Regions from separate parts of the Mus musculus genome. Here region 1 is linked to region 2. The links are chromatin contacts, called in public promoter capture Hi-C maps. All regions are on one chromosome and are shown on one strand. Each heading gives the region's core, a stretch centred on a gene start, on an enhancer-like site or on the middle of the called end of the contact. The rest is flanking DNA. Distances are from core to core; before and after follow the strand shown.

Region 1 (6,912 bases), core at 3,369-5,868, 3.6 Mb before region 2:
AGATTATGAACAACTGCAGAAAATTCTATGATTAACACACTTCCTGAAAGATGATATTCTTAGGAGTCATTTACAACCTGCGATTCCTTGAGCCTCATTACAAGGAAAAGTATTAACGCAGAAGGATGAGGCATTTTCTCTAACATGTGTTCCAGCCTCCTGCTACCGAGCTACTAACAAGGCCACTACAATGGAGGGTGCATACCTCCACAAACAGGCTAAGCATACTCTAAAATATTTCTTAGCCCCATCACATTCCATCTTTTTCTCTTTAAAGGCAGGCACATGAGCTACATTGTTGGAAGGCACAAACTCTCCAACATGAGTTACCCTACAAATGGAGGCAGTTCCTTTTGACAGTGAAATAAGAGTTCACAATGGAAGTGATCCTTACCCAGGAACACAAGGTGGCTGTAATTCTCCAACATCACTTCCTTATACAAATTCCACTGAGCAGAGTCCAGACATTCACGCTCCTCTGCAGAGAAATCAATGGCCACATCTCTGAATGACAGCAGTTTCTGAAATTAAATGAAATCAATAGCAAAAATTAATAACATAAATACCGAATAGTCAACATACTTGCAGTCACAATTCTAAATTTTGAAGAAGATGAAATTATAGATAGAAATGGTTCTGACATAGGTGCCTGATATTAAATACCTTGAAATGAAATGATATCTCATGAATTCATCCTCTTTAAAGAAAGAGAATGACATAAGTTCCAAAACTTAAATAAAGGTAATTTTATGAAAATAAATTGTAAAATTTAGGAATTCACAAAAATATGTATTTAGTGTGGAATGCTTGCATAGTACACCACACATTGCATGCATTCTCACAGGAAGAAGCTATGGTGAGGAGTACCACAGTAGAATACTGTAGCCACAGTGGAGTCGGGGCCATACACTGGAGCCCTGATTTCAGTAATGCACAGAGACCCAGAGACAGTACTAGCTAGTTCCAACCACCCCACCTCATTTACTGATCCTCAGTCCTGCAAATGCCTCAATTTCAACTTCTTTTTAAGTATCTTCTCTCTCTAGTTTCACCACAAACAGGACTTGTCCTCTGAAAGTGAGCCAAGATGCCATAGAGTTTGCAAGTGTACCATTGCTTTCCAGTTGTGTAGCTGATGGCTTTGGGCATAGGTTCATGTCCTGACCACACAGGCTTTAGAGATGGAAGGCTAACTCTGATTATCAGTTCTTTTAGGAATATGGGGGTATATGGTGGATTAATAAGTTAAAACTTCATAGGGTCTTCTTGTCTGATTGTTTCTCTTAGCCTGTTTATGAAGCTGTCATTCCACTGACTTAGAGATAAACTCCTGTCATGGTTCATACAAGTCCTTAACTACGGAACTAAAACTACACATTCTTGGCTTGGTCAGGATTGGCAATGGCACCCTGGCAGGAGGTGCACCTAACACTGATAATGCCAGAGATATGATTTGTGGTAAACAGGCAAGGTCGCCATTTGTTACATTCTGTTTGCTTTTTAAAATCTTCATCTAATTGGTCTTTTATGTGCAGTTAACATTACTTTGAATGTACAAATGAAATTACACACTTGGTCTATAAAGTTGTTAAAAATTAATGAGCATTTGACTCATCTTGTTATACATATTAAGAGTATACCATCTATAAATATAATAGATTAATATAGTCTAAAATACTTACCTGCTATTTGAGTGTTGGAATTAAAATGAGGCTGTTTGTTGGGTCAATATGCTTTCTTTATTGATCGTTAATTTTGATCCAACCAGGGGTGTTTGTCAACACACTATATAAGGTTATATTCTGTTCTAAAGAACTGCCTCTTTGGGAATTATCACTTCAATAAAATTTATATAGATATAATTTAGGAATTTTATTGATCCATGTATCAATAGATAGGATGATAATTCAACTAAATGTCTGATCTGCAGAGGCACTTCCATCACAGGCCTTTACGTCTACCTACACCTCACTATCTTGTTACATAGATGAGCTCACTCTAAAGGTTGGGGGTCATTCACCTAGTTTCAGATATTTAGCTTAATCTTTTATATTAAATTTATCTAATTAAATCTATCCAATCAATTTATGGTGTAAGAGACACAGTCTTGTCCTTTGTTCTTTATTTAGTGTCAATTACCATTCTTTTGTGGTGGCAGTTCCACAGCATCATGAGAGCTATGTATAGATCATCTACATCACAAGAACTATTTATAGATCATCTACTTTAAAAGAGGATTGTTGGAAGGTTGATGGACTAACATCACTGTGAAATCCTGAGGGTACAGTTATGCTGGTTGCAATAAGAAAAGCCCACCTATACGTTTGCACATACACCTTCTTGGTTTAATAACTTTTCTATTGTAATAAAACATTACAACCAAGACAACTTTTTTAACGGGGTAGGGTGGGGGTGTTGTTTTGAGACAGGGTTTCTCTGTACAGTCCTGGATATCCTGAACTTGCTCTGTAGATCAAGCTGGACCGGAACTCAAAGATCCATCTGCCTCTGCCTCCTGAGTCCTGGGATTAAAAATGTAAGCCACCACTGCCCAGCACCCAAGGCAACTTATAAAAGATTTTTACTGGGCTTATGGTTTCAGAAGATTACAGTCCAGAATAGTGAAATGCTAGCAGGAATTGCTGAGAGCTCACATCTTGATCCACAAGCAAGAGGCAGAGCTCTGAGAGAGGGTAGGAGTCTTTCTGACATCTCAAAGCCTGTCCCAAGTGACATATTTCCAACAAGGCCACGCCTACGACTCCTTCTCAAGCAGTTCCACCAAATGGAGACAAAGCATTCAAAGAAGAGCCCAGGGGCACCATTCAAACCACACCTTCAGACTGGGCTTTGGGAGTGGAGGTGTCCTGTATCCTGGAGTCTGCTGCATAGTATGGTTGTCTTCTACTGACTACATGTAAATGAAGTAGAATAGAAAGACAGGAGAAGTTAAGATCTGGGAAGAGAGATCCCCTCACTTGAGTTTGAAGCTTTTCAGCAGCTGAAAGTCAAACATTTTGACAGCTAACACTCAATGTGAAGGTTTCCAGCAGAGGCAATATTTGTCTTCCTTAGTAATACTTTCAAATAAAAATGTTACAATAGCCATGAATAGGGCTGGAGAGATACCTGAATGGGTAAATACGGACTGCCAGAAACTCTGTCAGTTAATAACAGAGTTCAATACCCAGAACTCACATGGTGGAAAGGGAGAATGACTCCCAGAAGATATCCTCTGACCTTGTAGGTCCTGCCATGTCAATGTGGCACAAACCAATAATCCTAGTCCTTGGGAGGTAGAGGCAGGAGGATTAGGAGTTCAAGGCTGGCTTCATTAAGGTGCTTACAAGGTGCCAGTCACAGGGCCCTGAGTGATCAGAGCTCCTCAATTCCATCTTTTTGTCTCTCTGACACACTGTAAGTACTTGGGTGAGTTTGTCTAGAACTGTTTGGGGAGGGTTAGGGAACCTAGATGCCACATTCTTCGATAAGAGTTGGTTTAGGTGAGTTTAGACACTGCAGATGATATGCAAAGACAGAACAGCTGGCCATTAAAGAGCGATGAAGACCGACCTCTTAGGATGCAGTATTATTTCCTCCCCCAGAGACATTTCAGCCCCCTCTCACCTGTAACCAACAGCCCTGTACCCACGCCTATTCTCACACCAATTTGTTTCTCCATTTTGAAAAGGAGTCCAAACGCAGTCTCCGAAGGTACTGGCTGATCTATTATTTTCTAGTACTTTTCACTCTACACTACAGAGTGAACTACTTGGTTGACACAAAACTCAAATCTTTCCCTTTAAGGGACTATTCTGCCCTCATTCATATAGGAGTGTTAGTCTTGGGGTTGACGTCACAACAGTGATCGCGAAGGACTTCTATTCAAAATAGTTCATAAATCTAACAGTTCATTACCAAGAAAATGGAACCAACATTCCAAACACCAACCGCCCTCCCAAAACTCCCTTCACTTGCAAATAAACAAGGTTATGAACTTTTGTCAACTCCAAGAGTCCTGGGCCAGCTATAAAGTAAAGAAAGCACCACACACCCAGTTGGTTCTAGATTTCCTGAGAAATCTGACTACAACCATGTGAGCCTGAGTCAGCTAGAGAGCAGAGTTTCCCCAGCCAAGCAGGAGAGTGCGCTCCCAGTCATAGCCTCAGGCTGTCATCAGACACCAGTCAGGGTGAAACCTGCCAGGACTTCCAGCAGTTCTCACTCCTGGGTCCTGAGCCAGCTCTCCTGCGCAGGGTGGACTCCAGCAGTAGCCTCGTGCAAGCAAAACGGTCACTCTCAGAGCCGACCCCATTGCCCTTTCCGCAGCTCTGACCTGGATCCAACGTGGGGTTGGTCCAGCCTAGGTCAGCACAGCACCCCCAAGTCCGCTTCTTCCCACCTCCCATCCACAAACCCTCGCCATCCATTCCGGACCCATCACCACGCGGACCCTCACGCCTGCAGGGCAGCGTTGCACCCTGGACGAACCTCCATGTGAGAGATGCAAACCGAGTACTGAGCAAGACCTTTTTCTTGCTCAACTTTGGGAAAGATGCAACTATGCAGACCGAGAGTAGAAACGTGGTTTCCTGACTGGCTCCTTGTGACGTCATATGGGCAAGACTACATTTCCCACAACTCTATGCGAAAGAAATCCCTTAGAGTGTAAGGGGTTGGGAGGAAGCAGTCAGTTTGTGTCCTGGTACAACCACAGGGAGCCAGTTGGCTTTTAAAATGCTAAATTTAAACCGGGCAGTGGTGGCGGCGCTAGCTTTTAATCCCAGCACTTGGGAGGCAGAGACAGGCTCTGAGTTCGAGGCTAGCCTGGTCTATGGAGTGAGTTCCAGGACAGCCAGGGCTACACAGAGAGGGGGGGGAAATGCTGAATTCAGTACAGGACACGTTTAAATGTAAATTGAGCCTTTGGCAGTAACCTTTAATAGGTTTGCAACTTATTTCTGTTCAATATGTTGCGATTTAAACTCAAAAGTGTACTTATTATGGAATCTTCTACATGTAAAGTTCACACTGATTCAATATTACTATAAAATAACTATATGTGACCTTCCTTGTAGTCGAACTGCTCAGGAACTTAAGACAGGAGGATCCCAAATCCAAGGCTAACCTGGGCCAAATAAAGAGACCTTGTTTCAAAATACAATGTACAAGTAGGGTTAGGGAGCAAGGGGTAAAGCCCTTGACTACAGTGGAGGCTTGGCTTAATACCAAGCATTACATATGCATAACTACTCCTTGTTCACCTGTGTGAGCCATACATGGATAAGACTCCACAACTGGATAACGTTTTCATGTGAACACTGGAAACTTCCATACAGTGAAGGGCATGGATCAGGGACACAGCTGTTTTAAATCATTGGACAAAGTTAAACATCCAGCTCTCTGATGTTAACTTACGAAGAAATCCTGAATTTATCTCAGGATCTTTTTTTGGTCTGTCTGTAAGTAGAGTGCACACATGTTCATCCACTAATTTGTGCTATACAAGAGCTTCATCCTCTTCTACCTGGTTTTTCATGAATGCAGGCAAGTATTGTTGGGGACAAGAAAAGAAACGTATTCTAAGTACTATGACGATTTCACTTTCAGATTTCATTAAATTCTAGAGAGAAACTAAATTCATAGTTCCAGGCCCTAGGGGAGCTGGGGACTTCCGTATAGCTGAATAGCTTCTGTTTTAAACAGTTGTCTGAGTCCAGCCATCTCAAGGGCAACTTCTCCATCTTGCTGGCAGGGTCATACAAGTTCATGTTCCCAGGCCCGTAAAGAACAGCTATCACTCACTTTTCCAAATGTTTTCTTAATTTGTTAACAGCTGTGTGTGTGTGTGTGTGTGTGTGTGTAGAGAGAGAGAGATTGCTATTATTTAAACCATGGTTTTACACACACACATATATACTACATACAGCTGACCCAGTCCTTTGTCTCCTTAGCACTCTAAGCTCCTAACCACTCCAGACCTAATGTCTAGGAGAACGAATTAAGGACCTTGAAGCCAAGTGCCCTGGATACCGCCCAGTCTCCAATGGTACTCCTTTGTTTAACCCATAATGTCAAAATACAATTGGTTAAAAGTGCAGCTCCCCTCCCCTGGTCCCCCCTGTTTTGTGTTCCCATCCTTTAAAAATGTTGTTCAAACTCCCTTTGGGAGGCAGTTCAGATTCCAAAGTGACTGCCTCCTCGAGGCTCTGAAAATAAAGCTTCATTTTTTAAGTTTTCATATCTGAAGTGAGTTTTCTCAGCTTCCACCCCAAACCCAACAGTATTCACTAGCAGGTGTGCTAGGAGCTCATGCTTACTTCCCCTGCTCCTCTCCCAAGTGGAGGGACACAGTTCCAGGGATCATACTGTGTGTGCAATGACTCCTGTTCCATCATCGATTGGAATTCCCCATGCAGAGGCTTGCTTGATCTGCCATCATCAGTTTCCTTTCTTTTCGGATCCTGAAATTATTCCTATATGACAATGGTTAGAAAGTCAAGAGCATATGCCTCAAACTTCCCTCAGTTCCTCCAAATCAGGACAGAGGAACGATTCTTCCCTGGATGCAAGGCTATCAGAAATAGCTTCCTAGGACTATCAAGTGAGTTCATTGGAAAAAGCCAGATTGGCATTACAGAGTATTGAGTCCTCCTAACTCCTAGCAGGAATATTTATTCCTGGGAGCATCATGTCAGAAACCAAAGCACAAAGCACTATCAGAAGGAAGAGTCCGTGCAGCAGAAGACCACATCATTTTGGATATGCCTGTACCATAGGATGACCATCAAGTGGCCTAGTCGGCCATCACTGGAAAGAGAGGCCCATTGGACACGCAAACTTTATATGCCCCAGTACAGGGGAACGCCAGGGCCAAAAAGGGGGAGTGGGTGGGTAGGGGAGTGGGGGTGC
Region 2 (6,878 bases), core at 1,603-4,102:
AGAGTCTCTCTGTAGCCCACTAGATATATTTAGAACAGGAGCTACAGGTGTTAAATTCATGTACATTTGAAAAAAGAAATCTTGTTACAAAATTCTAACATCAACTTGGTCTCAAAAGTTCGAAGTATAGTAGCTTACAATACCAAGTAGAGTATGTTGCGAAAGAAAGAAAGAAAGAAAGAAAGAAAGAAAGAAAGAAAGAAAGAAAGAAAGAGAGAGAGAGAGAGAGAGAGAGAGAGAGAGCACTGTAGCTGTGTACATGCATGTATACATGTGCAAGTGTGCCTTTGAGTCCAGAAGCCAGAGGGAAACCCTGAGTGTTCACCTCTGAACAGCCCACCTTACTTTCTGAGACAGTGTCTCTCTCTGGAACTGGGGCTCGTGGATTCAGGCAAGAATCTCAGATCCTCACGTTTTCAAGACAAACGTTTTCTGATTGATCTATCTCCCCAGCCCCACACTGTGCTGTCATTACATAAATATATGTATATAAATGCATAGCGTTAATCATAAGAAAAATAAAGGGCCCTTCTGCTAACTTCATTCGGTTTTTTTGAGATTGCTGGAAATTTCAGTAACAAGACCTGGGGGTTCAAGCTCATAGAAGATCACTTGCGCAAAATAAATAAAACCCTGGGTTCATTATAACAAAAAATATTTTTATTTTAACAAGGCTAAAAAGTAACATTTCGGTGCACACCTTTAATCTCAGCATTTGGAAGACAAATCTAGGAATATCTCTGTGGGTTAGGGGAAAGATTGGTCTACAAAGTCCCAGAACAGCACAGAGAAAGCCTTTCTCAAAAACAAAACAAAACAAAACAACCAATCAAACAAACCAACAACACTCTAACAGTAGTAACTGGTACACTTCCAAAGGCTAGTATATCTTCACTTGGTTAAAAAAAAAAAAGTAAATAGTAAAAAAATTTTATTTGATCTTTCTCAATTCCTTCCCTTCCCATTTTCCTAAATACACTTAAGAGAAACTCAATACAAAATATACTGTATGGTGCATTTCCATTTTAAAAGGAGTCCTAAATTTACTGAGGTATCCATCTTCATTAATGATTTTCTGAATCTCAACCAATGTCTCAAATTAACTTCACAGATAAAGGTAAACATTACCTAGCTGTACCAGCGAAAGCCTCAAATGTGAAGCCAGAGGTGGAACGGACAGTTTTCTCAAGTAAGAACTAGGCAATAATGCCCACATGAACATCTGCCTACCTCGTGGTCAAACTACCCTCTAATCTCAATACCCCTTCTTGCCAATCTTAGGGATATAAACTTAATACGGGAAAACCGGGCGTTCATTTGGTGAGAGCTTGGCTGCAAAAGCCTTGACGCAGCTCAGGTGACAGCCACGAAGTCTGAAGCAGCCTCCCACGCAGACAGTACACCCAGCGGAGGGCTGACCCCTTCTGATTAAGCAGAAAGGGTAACTTTGAGCATTCCGCTTGCAAAGGCTAAAGCCGCTTCTAGAAAAAACAGTATTCAATCAATCACAAATAACAAGTCCCACATACACTATTTGTTCCACCTGCAATCGATGTCAGCTAACACCTAGAGGCTACCATATGAGGATGGAGAAAAGAGCTAAGGCGCAGAGGAGCCGGAACCTCAAGCCCACCCCAACTCACCCTGGGCTCAAGTCTGCCTTCCGGGGGCTCCCACACGTAAGGGTACCCAGGCCTCCCAGGATTTCGAGGCCCAGAATCTGGGATCCCTGAAGGTTTCAGCAGTGCATCGCCTACAGAGCTGAGTCCCGCAGAGGCCGGGAGGGAAGATGAAGGATGCAGCCAGCTGCAGATGTGAGAATCCCAGCTGCGCAACTCTCAGGCTGTCAGTCCCAGCTCCTCCACGAAACCAGGAATGTCAGGAGGGTGACCCCGGAAGAGTCATACTATGCCTTTTTGCCCATCAAGAACCTCCAGCTCGGCCCACCCGTAACGGATGGATAGGGACGACCCCCAGCCCCGGAGAGAGGGTGATTCCCAACCCCTCGTGGATTGGGACCCAGGGAGAATGACCAAAGGCCCTCTGTCCACCAAGATTCACGGCTCTGCTCACTGTCCCCCATCTGGGATGAGCCCACCGAGAGTGAAACCCTGACCCTTCCACTGAGATAGGGTGACCAGGGAAAATGACCACCCAGGAGGATGGCCCTGGAGGGTCATGATCCCTCAAAAGTGGCTCCCTAGAGTGATCCCTGGAAACGTGACCCCGAGAGGATTATTATCTTCAAGGGTGGCCCCTGAAAGGATGACCCCGGGTCCTGCGCCCATAAGGACTCCCAGCTCTGATCCGCCCACGCGTCCGGGATCGGTCCCCGCGACTGGAGCTAGCGGCTGCAGGGGTGACCTCGGTGCCCACGGCGTACCTGGCGGCTGCGGGCCCCCAGGGCTGTCTGGCTGCTGTGCGCCGGACGCCGCGAGGCTCTTGCGCTCCTTCTGCGACTCCCTGCGGCCGCCTGCGCCAGGCCTGTGTCCTGAGGCCACAGCCGGGCTCCTGCCGCCACGGTGCCCGGCCCCGCTGGCCGCCGCCGCCGCCTCATCGCGACGCTTGCGCTGCAGCTGCTGCTGGCGCCGGTGCTCGGCCTCCCGCAGGATGTCGAACGGGTCCGACTCGTCGTCCAGCAGCTGATGGAAGCGGTTGGCCACGACGCAGCCGAACGTCTCCTGCATCGCGGCGCCCGCGGCGGCTACAGGGCTCCCCAGGGCCCCCTTCATGACGCCGCCGCTGCGGGCGCCGCGGGCAGCCCAGGCCAGTGAGGTTCAGCGAAGCCGCGGGCGAGGACCCATGCTGCTGCTGCTGCTGCCGCCGCCGCCGCCGCCGCCGCCGCACTCTCGGCCCCGCGGTCGGCTCCTCCCGGCCTGCGCGCCCCAGCCAATGAGCGCTGGTGGACACGCCCTTCGGCCCCGGGGCGCACGAAGACCCAATGGGAGACCGGTGTCTGTGACGTCACGCCCCACTTTATCCCCTCCCACTCTATAGCCTGTGGGCGTGGTGGTATGGGGCTTGGGCGGAGCTACCACCAGAAACTCAGGGAGGCTGCAAGCCTTCTCTCGCCGGTGTGCGCCAGTGGGGAGCCTGGTTGCACACCGCCACACTTCACCAAAATGACCTAGTCAAGAGCCTTTAAGGGCTTGCGTGTCTGGGGGAGAGCTGTAAACTGAGGGAAAGTGCCTAGAGGAGAGGCAGCGTCCTCAGCTGGGTGCTGACCCATTCAAGAAGCCTGGAGAGACTTGCGTTTCAAGAGGTGTGACAGGAACAAGAGACCAAAACAACCCATTCAAGTGCAAAGAAACAACCCCAGACCCACTGTGATGTTGTGATGAGTGCGGGAGCGGACAGGGTGAGGTTTAGATAGCGGTTGTTTTTCTTTTGAGACATTCAGTTAAGGCCTGGCTTCTGGGGAATGAAACTCCAAATTAGATGTCATGCTTGCTGGCGAGTGCCTTTGCTCTCTGAGCCATCACTCTCCTGAAAATTAATTTTGTAAGTTAGCATTCAAAGTAATGGTTCTTATGGTATGTTTGTGTGTTTATATGTGTGTGTATATATACATGTTTATGTCATTACACTTTGTTCAAAACTGTCTCCACATTGCCCTTCTCCATGATGCCATCCCTGCCTGCTGGTTCCCTCCCTATCACAAGCAGTTTTACTTCATAGAACATATGTTTTACTTCATAGAACATGTGAAAGGAATAATTAAATACAGGTGTTAAAAAAGGTCTGAGTTTTACTGTTGTCCAACTTCTCTGTGCAAAGAAATCAAAAGTGATTTTTGTCTCAAATTGTAATTTCCTGGGCTTGCCATTCAGGGACCTCAGGGGTTCTCAGTAAATTGTCAGATGGCTAGAGATTTTAAGATAGGTGGCCACTTCTTTCTTTGAATTAAAGATTAGAGCCTGTATTTTTCTAGCCAAAATTGGAAATAGGTATTCAGATGAAAACTCGTATTATTCTCAGAGGTGCTATTCACAATAGCCGGGAGGAAGAAGCAGTCCAAATGCCCATTAACTGGGTGATGGATGAATAAGATGTGCTACAACAGAAGCTAGGATGGGGTGGGGGGAGGGCAGAAAAAGAACAAGTGTTAGCACACACTACAAAACAGGTGAACCTTGGACCATTGTGTGAAGAAAGCTTAGATGATGTCAGGGATAGGGATAGTTTTAGTTACCTTCGCATTGCTGCACCCACAATACCATAATTTTGCAAATATGACATCAAAGGCACAAGCAAAATTGCACTTTATCAAACTTAGGATCCCGTCATCAACAACTTACGAGGCAAAGATTTATCTGGTGCCCAGTATCAGAGGAATTTAGTCCACCTTGGCAAGAAGACATGGTGAAGCTCCCAGTTCATATTGGGAGCCCGGCTGAGGTGAAAGCTGTTCTCATCATGGTGGACTGTGAAGCAGAGAGCAAAACAGGAATCAGACAGGGGTAACATACCCTACATTGAGGACCTCCCCTAAAGACCCCATAGTCTCTCCAGACAGCACTACCAGCTGAGAAACAAATTTCCAGCTGTAACAGAAAGCAAGTTAGGAGTTTCTTCTTTCATACTAATGTATCCAGTGATTTGTTACATAGTGTACATTCAAGGCATTTACTTTATACTGTGAATGCAATCCAGTGCTACATTATTCTGTTGCTCATGTCACTGTAGACACAAGAGCTTCTTCATTGTCTCCTATGTTGCTCTGATACATAATGAAGGCTTTGTATACATGTGAGTGTGTGTGTGTGTGTGTGTGTGTGTGTGTGTGTAAGTAACAATAATTATTTACTTCTGGCAGATCTTGCACATTTCCTGGACTGGTCTTGGCATCAGCTATTTCTCCAAAGAGACTTGGTTTTTATTACTGATGATTGATTTTCAGAGACCAAAACTGTAGAAAGGAGATAATTTTGCAAATATGACATCAAAGGTACAAGCAAAATTACACTTTATCAAATTTAGGATCCAGTCAACAAAGGAAACTGTTGAAGAAATCTAAAGACAACCTGTAGAGTGGAAGAAAATATTTGAAAATCTTTTATACTGGGGTTAGTATTTAGAATACATGAAATTAAATTTAAAAAAACAACTAAAACTAGGGGGTTTCAGTATCAGTATTCTATATGTTTATAAATGGATAAAAACACAGGAAAAGGTGTTCAATGGCATACGCTGTAAGGAAAATGGAAATGAAAACTGTGTGTGACGGTCTGACACACTTTTAAGGATACCTTTCCTACTTCTCCATTGTATTTTTCCCCATTTTCATATGTTTAGTGTGTGTGGCTAAATGTTTCAGCACATGTGTATGGATGTGTGTGCACCTGTGGGCAAATGCCTGTGGAGGTTGAAGTTTGATGTCAGGACTTAAACTCAATTCCTCTTACAACTTATTTATTGAAATAGAGCGTCTCACTCAAACCTAGAACTCGCCAATATTGCTAGTCTCCCTATACAGCTTGGTTAGAGGATCCCTGGGATGACGGTCATTTTTTTTTTGAAGGATATATATAAAGCATATATTAGTAAGGATGTGAAGAGTCTGGGACGGGACCAGCATAGATCATTGGTGGGATATAAAGTGGTGTGAGGACTAGGAAAAAAAAAGCAGTACAATTCCACCCACCCCCAAATTAAACTTCATAGCTTCCATATGGCCTTCTGCTTCATGTAGACATGTTGGAGGCTGAATTTAGATTTCAAAATTCAATAGAATCATGGAGAAAGGGAGTCAAAAGTGAAAACATATGCACCTGTACTTCATATGTAAATAACAACCTATAGGCATGAGACAGTGGCATTATTAATTATAGCCCAAATTTGGAAGCTAACACTTAGCAAGTGATGGGTAGAACTTTTAAAGATTTATGTGTGTGCGCGTGCATCTGTGTGCTTGCAAAAGCCAGAAGAGGGTTTTGGATCCTTTGGGCCTGAAGTTACAGGCTGTTGTGAGTCACCTGCTTGTGGGTATGGGAAATAAAACTCTGGGAGATTTTTGTTTGTTTTTTTGTTTTTTGTTTTTGTTTTTGTTTTTGTTTTTACCAAGAACAGTAAGTACTCTTATTATAGAGCTATTTATCCAGCTGCATTTCTGTAACATCATACTAAATAAAAGGAGCCCAGATACAATATACCAAAAGGCAATGAGTACATTTGTGGGAAATATCAATTATAAAGTTCATACAGACAGAAAGTAAATTAGTGGTTTCTAAGGGGTGGTATAATTTCTATATTACAAAAGTCTCCTGTTTAATTTTTTTTTTAGATTTAAATTTTTTGTGTATGAGTTTTTGCCTGCATATGTATGTATGTATACCATGTGAGTGCTTGGTGCCCATGGAGTAAGAAGAGGGTGTAGGATCCTTTGGAACTAGAGTCATGGCTAGTGTGAGTCATTATGTGGGTGTTGGGTACCAAACTAGGGTCCTCAGCAAGGGTGACATGTGCTCTTTACCACTAAGTCAACCCTTCAGCCTCCAAGTCTCCTATTGTAAATGTAGAATTCCATTTAGCAACCTTAAAATTTTGCACACCATCATTAATATCTCCTTTTTGACCCCTTTCCTCCACTTTGGAAAATACCTTTGTCCAGCCAGTCAGTCCTCTTTCTACTACTAACTTGTATTCTAGCTCTATCGATTTATAAGTGTATGACTTTGTTAAATATTTTTATTGCTTTTGTGGGGCCCTCACAGTGTCTGTCTTAGCCAATGTCCTATTGTTGTGAAGAGATACCATGACCACAGTGATTCTTCTAAAAGAAAGCATTTAATTGGGGCTTGCTTACAGTTTCAGAGGTTTAGTCTATTGTCATATGGTAGATTGGAGATAGGGTACTGACTACAAATTCTACAGAAGTT

What was found. Promoter capture Hi-C pulls out the DNA fragments that hold promoters and counts their contacts.
Region 1: a contact with region 2 is called in a promoter capture Hi-C map of embryonic stem cells. The contact joins the promoter of Zfp493 here to the promoter of Habp4 in region 2. A contact is called at or near these places in 2 of 39 promoter capture datasets (embryonic stem cells and maxillary cranial neural crest).

What each region holds. Positions count from the first base shown.
Region 1 is chr13:67,777,399-67,784,310 of GRCm38.p6, reverse strand. It overlaps Zfp493 (zinc finger protein 493), which reads right to left and starts at 4,618. Exons shown (of 4, transcript NM_028402.2): 1 at 4,492-4,618; 2 at 395-521. The coding sequence starts at 4,497.
Region 2 is chr13:64,157,840-64,164,717 of GRCm38.p6, reverse strand. It overlaps Habp4 (hyaluronic acid binding protein 4), which reads right to left and starts at 2,852. Exons shown (of 8, transcript NM_019986.3): 1 at 2,384-2,852. The coding sequence starts at 2,732.